Regions from separate parts of the Macaca mulatta genome. Here region 2 is linked to region 1. The links are chromatin contacts, called in public Hi-C maps. All regions are on one chromosome and are shown on one strand. The core of a region is the stretch at or near the end of the contact, and the rest is flanking DNA. Distances in the headings are between cores, read along the strand shown. Region 1 holds the start of GFM1 (G elongation factor mitochondrial 1). Region 2 holds the start of MFSD1 (major facilitator superfamily domain containing 1).

Region 1 (5,836 bases), core at 1,453-3,952:
TTATCAGTCTTACAGCTTTCTATTGTCTCATCATTGGGTCTGTCCCCATTTTCAAAGAAGTTCTCCAGTGACATTTGTTTTTTACTCATTTGGCTAGGGTTGGCTTGTGGGCTTACCAAAACTGTGACTGAGACAAGTGCTCAGTGTGGGAAGGAAGCGTGGACAGATTTGGTAAATAAAATAATAGGCGGGTCACTCATGATTTTAAAGTCTGCCATCAGATGCAGCTGTAAAATTAAAGTACATCAACTCACTTGCCACTATAAAGCTTGCCACCAGTGCAGCTTTTGTCACTTGCCACTCACTGATACGGTTTTGATATGAATCTGCAAGCAATTGATTTATTATGGTCTTTGTGCAGTCAAACCTCTTTGCTAATGTTAATCTGTATTTGCAGCTGTTCCCCAACACTAGCAGCCCCAGCTTAGCTCCACCTCAGCTCCACCTCAGGTCATCAGGCATTAGATTCTCATAAGGAGTGTGTAACCTAGATCCCTTGAATGCGTAGTTCACAATAGGGTTCACACTCCCATGAGAATCTAATGCCACTGCTGATCTGACAGGAAGCAGAGCTCAGGTGGTAAAACAAGTGATAAAGAGAGGGTGTAAATACAGATGAAGCTTCACTTGCTTGCCCACTGTTACCTCCTACCGTGTGGCCTGGTTCCTAACAGGCCATGGACTGGTACTGGTCCCTGTTCCAGAGGTTGGGTACCCCTGTGTTAGAACATGTAGATCCTGAGTACATGTGCCAACCACAGGTCCAGCTTTGCATACTTGAACTTACCAATATTTTATTAATATGGATGTGCATCTCCCATGTTACCAGTGAAGGGTCTTGACTATGAGTCATACAGGTTCTTGGTGTTTGAACAAAGAATTGGACAAAACACACAAGCAAAGCAATGAAAGAATGGAGCAATGAAGGCACAGATGTGTTGAAACAAAAGTACACTCCACAGCTCAAGAGCATCTGTTATTCCGGAACTTAAATACCCACTAGAGGGTTTCCATTGGTTACTTGGTTACATCCTGTGTAAATGAAGGAGTGGCCCACAACCAGCCTGCTTGGTTGCAGGAGATGATCAATCAGAGGCTGAAGTGAAGTTACAAAGTTACACATGAGGACTTCGCCTGCAACCAGTCTGAGTGTTTGCCACAGGGGACCAGTCAGAGGTACTTTCCATTTTTTTTATCTGCAATGCAATGCATTTGGGAGTAGCCTCTGATCCTTTTGTTACTTGGGCATGGAGAGGTGGGGTTTTCCTTTTGATTCAGCTCTAGGAAGTCAGCAGGGCCTTCGGTTCCCTGCCTCCAGACCCTGTTCTCCTGCCTCACCCATAAAGGGAATTCCCTAAAGATACTAAAGGCTGTCTATGTCTCTGAGCAGCCCACTCTGCCTCTTAGAGTGTACTTTTGGTAAACCAAATAAATTTTTTCGCCTACTCTTACTTTGTACTTGCTTTCAAATTCTTGTGGCGAAGTCAAGCACCTGAACCGGCCCACTGACAACAGCAAGGATAGAAGCAGTGCGATCGGTTACGAGGCTATTACCATAGTTCCTTCCAGAAATGGCAGTACTGAGAGGTGCGGAGAAGTAAGTTCTGGATTTTTTTTTTTTTTAATACAGACTCTAGCTCTGTCGCCCAGGTTGGAGTGCAGTGGCACGATCTCGGTTCACTGCAAGCTCCGCCTCCCGAGTTCACGACGTTCTCCTGCCTCAGCCTCCCAAGTAGCTGGGACTACAGGGGCCCGCCACCACGCCAGGCTAATTTTTTTTGTATTTTTAGTAAAGACGGGGTTTCACCGTGTTAGCCAGATGGTCTCTATCTCCTGACCTCGTCATCCGCCCACCTCAGTCTCCCAAAGTTTTGGGATTACAGGCGTGAGCCACCGCGCCCGGCCAAGTTCTGGATATTTTTCTGAAAGTAGAGCTTACAGGATATGCTGACTGATTAGACCAGAGATGTCACAGCGTGGTGTCAAAGTAACTAACATTTTTGGCTAGAGTCACTAAAGCTTACATTTATGAGTTGGAGAAGACTGTAGAAGGTTTGGGGAAGAAGATCCGAAGCTCAATTTTGGACCTGTTAAGTTCAACATGCCTCTAACACACCCAAGCAGAATAGTCAAGGATGCAGTCTTCCATATGGACTAGATATTAATATCTGACATCGAACAATAACAAATAACATTTTGAAATGTTTGTAGTTGTAATTGATAGTTCATTCACTATATTTTTTCCACTTTCTTTTTCAGGCCATGTCATATATATACACATATATATATATTTGTAATAGATAATTTTGCCTTTTACCTACTTAAATTCTGTTATATACACTTCTCCACATTGCTTTACAGGCCTAACAACCATGTTTAAAGGCTGTATTTTAATACAGAGGTAATATTTGAAAAAGAAGATGAAGACCAAAGAAGGACTCCCTTCCCCCACCCATACACCTGTGTCGTCTTACTGGGAGCAAACGCAAAGCGATTGCACTTTCTCTTCCAAGTCGGTAGAAGGCGCGCGAGCAGCGTAGGCACTGCTCCGCCTCCAGTCCAGTTGCTTCTCTTTCATTTCCTCACTCTCTTTTTCCTTGCGTCCTTTGCCCCGGAAGTGCTCTTACAACATTGGCCACCGGCGTGACTTTGACCGCTTCCCGGTGCCTTACCGGCAGCTGAACCGACCCGGAGCCACGGGAGTTGTCGCGTGCTCTGTGCTTGCGATGAGACTGCTGGGAACCGCAGCTGTCACGGCTCTGGGGCGCGGAAGGGCCCCCGCCTCCCTAGGATGGCAGAGGAAGCAGGTACTGGAGCACAGAGAGACTGAATCGGGACGATTCCCGAGACCTTGTGGTCTCTTCTGGGCCATGGAAGGCAGTGACACCCCTGAGTCCTCCTGACTGGCAGCTCCGAATACTGGCGGTCGCGCGTCAGTGCTGAAAAGCCCCTCCGTGCCTGCACATTAGCTCGTTAACTTATTTGTTTTGCTCTCTGGTATCCCTGGGGTTTAATCAGCTAAAAGTACCTGTCACTCAAATACTTTCATATTGTATCCACCTTTTCTGAGGTTGTTTTTTGTTTGTTTTTGTTTTTTGCCTCTCTTTTCCCATAAATAGTTGTACATAGTGGAAGTGCAGTCCTATAGGGAAAGGTTTATATTGTATCTTAATTCCATCTAATAGGGATCCCCATCCCCTGCCCCCAGAGTAAAGTTAAAACAAACTTCATGAATTGTTTTTGTTTCGAGGGAATTGTAAATCTTTTGGAGCCATTAGCACCACTGCATAGAGCATATAAGTTCTCAAACATATTTGTCATCTGTGAACTACAATAAAGGAGAAAGGGAAAACAATTAAGTTAAATTTAAGCTAAAATTTGTATTTTCTATTAAAGGTTTTTGGAGCTGTCTTTGTGATTTTTTCTGCCCCAGTGTGTATTTTCAAGTCTGTAGTAAAAATTATCTCCCATTTTAATTAAATTTGATTTATTCGTTAATTAATTTAAAAGAATACGCCTTTTCTGTCGTTTGTAGTCTCTCCTCTGATTACAAGAGTTCCAGGCTTAAACGTTTCCCCTGGTGCCTTTCTCAAGCTATCTCATATCCAGTGAGATTTCTTGGAGGAATAATGTCCACCATACTCCTTTAATTCTCTGTTGTTCTCTCTTATAAAAGGCGCGTAGAATTGAGCTCTCGTATTTTTTTCAGGTGAATTGGAATGCCTGCCGATGGTCTTCATCAGGGGTGATTCCTAATGAAAAAATACGAAATATTGGAATCTCAGCTCACATTGATTCTGGGAAAACAACATTAACAGAACGAGTCCTTTACTACACTGGCAGAATTGCACAGATGCATGAGGTATATATTCATGGTTGATTCCGGATGAATTAGAACCTGATTTTAATTGTTTTGTTGCCATTATTTAGTAAAGCTTATAAACCTGAAAGATTAAAACAGTGGTAACAGTGGACCTTTGACAGGCCTATCTGAAAGTTGCTTAAGTATCTGTGTTCTGGTGTTCTTTTAAGTTTTTATAGACGGGGTCTCACTTTGTTGCTCAGGCTGGTCTCAAACTCCTGGGCTCAAATTATCCTCCTGCCTCAGTCTCCCACAGTACTGGGATTATAGGCATGAGCCCCTGCACCTGGCAACTGTTTCCATTTCAGTTAAGTTTTCTTTCCTTCTTGGAATGCAGGAACAGAGAAAGTCTGAATTGCTGTGCTTGTGTTTAGGTGAAAGGTAAAGATGGAGTTGGTGCTGTCATGGATTCCATGGAACTAGAGAGACAAAGAGGAATCACTATTCAGTCAGCGGCCACTTACACCATGTGGAAAGATGTCAATATTAACATTATAGATACTCCTGGTAAGTTGGATTCTTGGTTTTATTGCAGCTTCTTTTGGCAAAAGCACATTTGGTTCTTTCTGTTACTATGACCCAATTAATTTTTGAGTGTCAAATACTCAAAAGTATAACACTGAATTCCTATTAGAGAAGCCTAACTTAGGACCTAGAGCACTTCATCCTTACGTAGTTTTCTTGAATATTTTGTGCAAGTAATTGTGAGTAGGCAGATTCTTGCCTTCTACATATTCTAGCTGATTCTAAAGGTGCCTGTGCCCTAGTATCTTCTTGAAGTGGTCTTGCCGGGCCCTCCACTTAAGGGTTGGTGAATAGTATTGGTGAGCTCAGGAATCTACGTTCTAATTAGAAGACTTTTGTGACGAGCAGAGATACAAAAACTTTTAATAGTGCATATGTTAAAAATTCAGATTGCTCTTTAAGACCCTCTCATACTTCATCTTATTCAGGGCATGTGGACTTCACAATAGAAGTTGAAAGGGCCCTGAGAGTGTTGGATGGTGCAGTCCTTGTTCTCTGTGCTGTTGGAGGGGTACAGTGCCAGACCATGACTGTCAATCGTCAGATGAAACGCTACAACGTTCCATTTCTAACTTTTATTAACAAATTGGACCGACTGGGCTCCAACCCAGCCAGGGCCCTGCAGCAAATGAGGTAATGAGCCTTAGAATGGACAAAGAGGATGTGATGCTCTAGACAGCAAACCTTATATCCAGAAGGATGATTAATTCACTGTCATTAAACTTTATTCTTAAATTTAGCTTTTTAAATGTATTTATGTGAGTTAGTAAGTGGAACACTGATTTTAGTAAATTGACTTGTGGTATGTTCTCATCAGCTACCTTCTCTGTAAAATGGGGACAATATTACTTAAATTCTAGAGAATTTGAAGATGGATTCAGTAAACAGTCTGTTTATACTGTTTTGCTATTATTAGAGAAGTTATAATCTAGATTGTAAAAATGCCTTGTGTTTTATTTAGACGAAAGATCATCTTTGGTTTTACTTTTTCCTTGAAGCATTTTAATTAATGCCCTTAAATAGCTTGCCATAGAGATGAGATTTTCTTGTTTTCAGATGGAAACATATTTTCTAGGACAACAGTAACACTTCCTTTCTGTACCAGATAGAACCAGTAGTATTTATAGCATTTTAAATTTTACACAATACTGTATATTTCACAAAGCCTTTAAAAAGGTCAGAATTTCACTTTTCACCTTTTGTAGATGTGCAAGTGTAGCTGTAGAGTTCATACTTATGTTTCACATGGCACAGTTGATGGATATATAGGTGTAAAGTTTATGGTAGTGGACAGGCTGAGAATGGTGTGTCTGATGACAAAAAATCTGATGAAAGTGATATATTTGATATGAAAGTGAACATTTTCTTTGTTGGGTATTTATAACTTTTGGTAAAATGTTTTTACTTTTTGTCCTTATTTTACTTGTGCTTGGCAGTAGATGGACTTTT
Region 2 (6,398 bases), core at 2,172-4,671, 160 kb after region 1:
CATTTGGATTGTTGTGTGGGCAACATATCATAGAAATGCAACAACATAAGTAGAGAGACCAATTGAGGCTGTTGAAAATCTTGGGTGAGGAGCAAACCTCTGGAGTTATAAAATAAAAAAAGAGAGAGTTTGGCATTAGAAACTATATGGAAACATTACCATAAACTGAGTGAAAATAAATATATACAGCTCCTATCAGCAACAAAGAGCCTATTTAATCAACAAGAAAAAACCTCAATAATTCATCTGGAAAAATAAGCAAAGGATATGAAGAGAATTCCTAGAACAAGTATAAGTGGCTGTTAATGACATAAAAGAGGTTCAGTATTCCTCAGTATAATAGAAATATAAATTGAGACTACACTATGATAGCAATTTTTCACTAATCATATTTGCAAAGACCAAAAATCTGGTAACAAGATTGATTAGGATGATGTGGCAAACAGGCTGTTTCCAAGATTGTCCTCAAGAATAAGAACAATTTCTAGGCTATACTGCTGGGCTGAAAGGAAGAAAAACAACTGTGTGTAGTAACTCTGGAAGGACGCAAAATAATCTGGTAATGATGATTACTTTCCAAGAGTACTGGGTACAGGGAGGCAGGAAAGACTTGCTTTGAACTTTATTCTCTTTGGTACTGTTTGAATGATATACGCCAGATGTATCTCTCATCAAATATAAGCAAAACAAAAAAGTTTAAAGAGTCTGTTGTGATTGTCTGGGAGATATTAGTCTGGTAAGAGGAGTAGTGATGGAGAACATGCATAATGAGGGTATATTTTGGAGGAGAGTTGACAAGACATGCTGAGGGAGTAAATGTGGGAGATGAAGTAAGACATCAAGGATAACGGCTAGACTTGTGGACAGCAAATGGTAGAGAGATGTCCCATTTACTTTGCTAAGGAACACTTAGGGAGGAGCAGGTATAGCATGGGTGAGAGAATTCAAGGATTCTGTTTTAGATGTGCTAAGTTTGAGATGCTTATTAGTCATCCACGTCATCCACGTGATGTCAAATAAACAGTTGGAATAGCAGTCTTATGCTGAAGAAAGGAGTCTGGAATGAAGGTATTTTAGAGGCAACAGCATATAAATAAATCCACACTGATAAACAGAAATACAATGTAAGCCACATAGGCAATTTTACATTTTCTAGCAGTCACATAAAAAGTAAAAATGGGTGGAATTAGTTCACATATATACATATATATAAACTAAAGCAAAATTTTATATATATATATACACACACATATATATATACATATACATGTATTTTTTTGAGATGGAGTCTCCCTCTGTTGCCAGGCTGGAGTGCACTGGTGCGATCTCAGCTCATTGCAACCTCTGCCTCCCAGGTTCAAGCGATTCTCCTGCCTCAACCTCCCCAGCAGCTGGGACTACAGGCACGTGCCACCACGCCCAGCTAAATTTTGTATTTTTACTAGAGACAGGGTTTCACTATGTTGGCCAGGATGGTCTCGATCTCTTGACCTCAGGTTATCCACCCACCTTGGCCTCCCAAAGTACTGGGATTACAGGCGTGAGCCACTGCGCCCGGCCAGTTTTAATATATACATTTTTAACCCAATGTCTGCAAAATATTATTTAAACATGTAATCAGTATTCAAATTACGAGGTTATTCTGTTTTTCATACAAGTCTTTGAACTCTGGTGTGTATTTTATACATATTGCATATCTCATTTCCAACTATCCACATTACAAATGATCAACAGCCACTCGTGGTTACCTACTGGACAGCAAAGGGAGGGTATTAAAGCTATGGGAATGGATGAGTGGAGGAAAGTGCAGGAATGGCTCTTGCATCATTGAACATCTAGATTTTGAATAGAAGAGGAGGAGCTGACAAATGAGACAGCAAATGAGATAGGCCAGCAAAGTGGGAGGAACACAAGGCAAACATGGTGCCAAGAAGGCTAGAAAGGAGGGGCTGTCCCCTGCATCAATTGATAGAAGCTGAGTAAGATGATAAAGAAGTGACTAATGTATTTGGAAAGATGGAGTTATTACTCATCTCGGCAAGACAGTTTTATTAGACTGGGAGCTCCTCCACTGGAGTTGAAGAGAGAATGGATGGTGAAAGTGGAGATATGTATAGACATCTCAAAGGCAGCACCTGATCCTTGACACTCTCTCCTACCTCCTTCTCTCCCTAAATTTTGATCTCTACAGGGGGCCCAAGCTAGAAACCTGGGAGGCACTCTCAAGTCCTTCCTCTCTTTCAGATCGCATAGGCTATTATTTACAGTTATTCCCATTTTACCTCCTAAATAATTACCGCTTAATAATTACCGCTTTTTTCTTCTGTGCCATTCTTGCTTTTTATTGCCGACAGGCCCTCACCATTCTAATCGTTACGACTGCAGCATCTTCCTAATAATCCTCAGTTTTCAGCGTCTAGCTTTGACGCCCTCAAAATTCTGTTAGTAAAGCCCGAGTGCCCCCAGAAAGCGACGATGGTGCTGTGCTGGCAGACTGAATGTTTTTTAAACACAAAGCTTGCAGTCGTGCTGCTGTGGTAGAAATCCTTGCATGGCTCAAACAGGTTTAGTGTTTCTACTCTTGAGTTCCTTCTCTCGTTCAATACAAACACGCACACAACCAGTTCTGTTTCATGCTTTTGTCTTTATTATCCCTCGTAACTGCCCCCCCGCTGCCACCAACCCACTCAAACAAGCACCCTGACTGGCTCATTCTTACTCATTCTATCCTGGGTTTCAACTTCAAGGAGCTTCAGCGCCCCTCACTCCCTTGCCCCGAAAGCTGGTTAAACTGTGCACCTTTTCTCCCCTTTTCAAATGCCCTTTCCAGATATTTCTGTGGAATTCAGTGCCATTTTCTGCCGCTGTTCTCACCACATTCATTCATCATGTTGAGTTTTAAAAGTACTAGATTCTGTCGATTTCTCTAACTGAACTCTGAAATCTTTGAGGTCAGAGAGCTTGCCTCATTCCATTTTGTATTCCCAGTACGTGACACATGGCTGGACACATCAGAAGTTGTCCAACCAAGTTTGTGGGTATTAAGAGTGGTCAAAGACGCTGGGAAGGGCAGTGCCGGGAGAAGGGCAGCGCGCGTCTTGGCTACCCCAGCGCAGGTCGAACCACTCCGGAGTCTGGTGTGGAGCCGAGAGGGAGGCCCGCACTTTCTCCCCGCGGAGCTGCGCTGAGTCTGAAATAGGTGTACGCGTCAGCGGGGCAGGAAGCGAAAAGACAGTGCGGTAATTAGTGGAAAGCTGGAAGTGGGCACCTCCAGGGCCTCAGTCACACCAACACAATCACCCAGGGAAAGCGAACCGCACCACGCCTTTTCATCGCTCGCTGAGTCCAGGTTCCCAGCGCTCGCGGCCGCCCACATGGGCGTGGCCCTGCGTGACCTGCCGGGGCGTCACGTGAACGCCCGGAGTCATGTGACCGCCGTCTTGGTTGTGCTCTGCGGGCGCTGCTTCCTGCTGGGGCTTGGGGTTGTCACTGCTTTCCTCTCTCCGTCTCCTGCGAGCGCAATGGAGGAGGAAGATGAGGAAGCGCGGGCGCTCTTGGCAGGCGGCCCTGACGAGGCTGACAGGGGTGCCCCCGCCGCCCCCGGGGCCCTGCCGGCCCTCTGCGACCCCAGTCGCCTGGCGCACCGGCTTTTGGTGCTGTTACTGATGTGCTTCCTTGGCTTCGGTGAGCCGGCCGGGTGGGTTGGGGCTGGTCTTTAAGGAGTTCCCGACTTTCTCTTCGAGGTAGATCGTCATCGTGGTCACTGGTGCCACGGGGCCTCAGCGCAGCTTCTGCCTTAAGCGCCTGGGCCTCCTCATTTTGCCCTTTGCGATTCCAGCCACACCTGTGGATGTTGCTAGTTACTCCGCGTCCGGAACGTGGAGGTCGAGGGGCTGAGCCTGGCAAGTTTTGTCGCGCTCCTTTGCTCTTCAGTAAGCCCCAGGGGCTAGCGACTCGCCCCTGAGGCCATAGATATGAAGGTAACTCCAGATTTTCAAGGTTCCTCTCTTGGCACACGTGGTCAGAGGAAATTCAGAAAGCTTTAACTGATCCTAAACGACTTTTGTTTGTTTGGTTTTAGGTGAGACGGGCTTGCTCTGTCACCCAGCCCGGAGTGCAGTGCTGTGAACGTGGCTTACTGCAGTCTCCACCTCCTGGGCTCAAGCAATCCTCCCGCCTCAGCCTCCCGAGTAGCTGGGACTGCAGAGCGGGCGCCACCACACCCGGCTTTATTATTATTATTTTTAGACACAGAGTCTTACAATGTTGTACAGCGTTTAAAAAACATAAATGATTTCGTCGGCAGTCTTTTATATATTTTTAACCCTCTTTGAGAAAATGTATGAGTGTGTCTTGCTGATAGCTTCAGTGAGTGGATGTTATTCTCTTAATCTTCCACTCTGCCACTGTGAAGCAATCATATTGGACTGGACGTGTGGTAGTCTTGACAGTGGTTGGTTTCACTTATGAAATCTGATGATGTCTCTGAAAACAGTTTCTTGATAATTAGAAAACGATTTTCCTTCCTATGTTACGGTTTTTAATTTATTAAGCAAATATTCTAATATTAATTCGGTATGAATGTGTTTTTCAGGAGGCTAGCTGGAGCCCGTGTAATCAGCAGGTTTGAGAACATTATGGTGGATAACTATGCTACTGCTGAACATATAAGTAGACATGAAGGATGCTTTGGGCTTTGGTTTTCTTGCAACTCTTTTTCACCCCCCTCACCTGTTTTTAGAAGATGATGCCCATCCATTAGCTTTAAAGCAGGACATTGAATCCTTAAAAGCGACTAAAGCAGGGTTTAGAAACAACAACAACAACAACAACAAAGAAAGAACAACAATAAAACATTTAAAAAAATTGTCCCTACTCAAGCAGACAGTTTTTGGTAAATTCTGGTTATCTGTCTAGATTTCAGAAGCCAGATTCATACCTTTCTAATGACAATTTTTTATTGTCATTAGAACCAATAGCCTCGTGTACTTGTAGAGTTAGTGGAGCTATGGAGACAACATTATCTTATAGCCTACCAAGGAATCTCAATTATTTTATCTTTAAAATAAATCTGAGTGCATGATCAGATCTCTTCCTACTTCTCTCTTTCCAGTTCCCCCAAAGACATTCTTTAATTTAATCCTTTAGAATTTTCAGTTTCTTTTTTTTTTTTTTTTGCATTCCTGGCCCTGTATTCACTAAATTATTTGATTTGGGGTAGTTTGTAGAATTAGAGAACTTGTTTCAAATATTGGTTTTGTAAGAATGGTTACACTCCATTCCTTTGTCCTTAAGCTAACATTATTAGGAAACTGATGAGGTTGTAAAGTTTTTAGTGTACGTGTGTTTGTAAATAAGGAAATAAAATATAGATGCTTCATGAAGATGTTAATAAAATAGTATGTGTGAAGCATGATGAAAGTAAAATAGAAAAACATTTAATTGTTGATTGTTGACTTATTAATTCAGGTTCCCAATATTTGCTGTGTATGAACACTACTAATTTATGGAAGTTATTTGATATAACTTAGAAAATACTGGTGGATAAGGAAGTGGTTCAGAAATATTTCTGTAGTGTCAACCCATAGTATCACCATTTAAAATTGTAATTTCAGTAGTAACTGCAACTTGAAACCTTTATATGGAAAGTATTATTACTTACAAAGTATTTGCTCTTTTCTAGGCAGCTATTTTTGCTATGATAATCCTGCTGCCCTTCAGACTCAAGTTAAACGAGTAAGTTGATTTTTCACCTTTGTTTCTTTTGTTTTCTTTAGAGCAAGTGTAGCGGTGGAGGCATTATCAACCCTCAAGTGGCCTAATCTGAAGTGTCCACTGAATCTATTTTGACATCTGTAGTCACCAGATCCACAGGTTGCAAGGGGTTGAACTTTATTCAGCCCATTTATTCAGATATATATCTGTTGAAACTCAGTTGAAATGAGTTACCACAAATAATTCATTTATAGCACATATGTGACTTGAAATTGTTTCAGACCTTAGATAAATAATTATGTGGTATTTCCACAGTGTTGTCAAAAATACGAGCAGGTTTTTGTTTGCATTTTACTCTCCCAGCACTTAGTCAACTGAATGACAAATGATTTGGTAAGATAGCTTTTTGCCTTCTTAAATAGGTTTTAGTTGTTATTTTGTTTTTTAAATGTGGATACTGATTGCAGAGGATTGTCCATGTCAGGATTTTTAGTCTAGTTTTGTATTGTAAAAACATACTTGATTTACAGTTTTTTAGGTATTTAGATAGTCTCTTTTCTTTGTAGGTTCTTTTTAACCTTTGCACAGGGAAAATGCATAGGTTGGCCCTTTTCATTCTAGAATGAAAGAGAAAGGAAGTAGGAGGAGCATGCTTGAGGGGATAGAGAGGGTAGGGTAGGTAG

What was found. Hi-C and Micro-C count contacts between places; a contact is called where the count stands out from the background.
Region 2: a contact with region 1 is called in a Hi-C map of liver, with 2.4 times the contacts expected there. The contact joins the promoter of MFSD1 here to the promoter of GFM1 in region 1. A contact is called at or near these places in 4 of 14 Hi-C or Micro-C datasets (fetal cortex germinal zone, fetal cortical plate, fibroblasts and 1 more).

The regions. Positions count from the first base shown.
Region 1 is chr2:61,777,942-61,783,777 of T2T-MMU8v2.0, forward strand. It overlaps GFM1 (G elongation factor mitochondrial 1), which reads left to right and starts at 2,703. Exons shown (of 18, transcript NM_001261690.1): 1 at 2,703-2,807; 2 at 3,710-3,862; 3 at 4,237-4,369; 4 at 4,816-5,020. The coding sequence starts at 2,727.
Region 2 is chr2:61,932,892-61,939,289 of T2T-MMU8v2.0, forward strand. It overlaps MFSD1 (major facilitator superfamily domain containing 1), which reads left to right and starts at 3,422. Exons shown (of 15, transcript XM_028843811.2): 1 at 3,422-3,980; 2 at 5,684-5,736. The coding sequence starts at 3,975.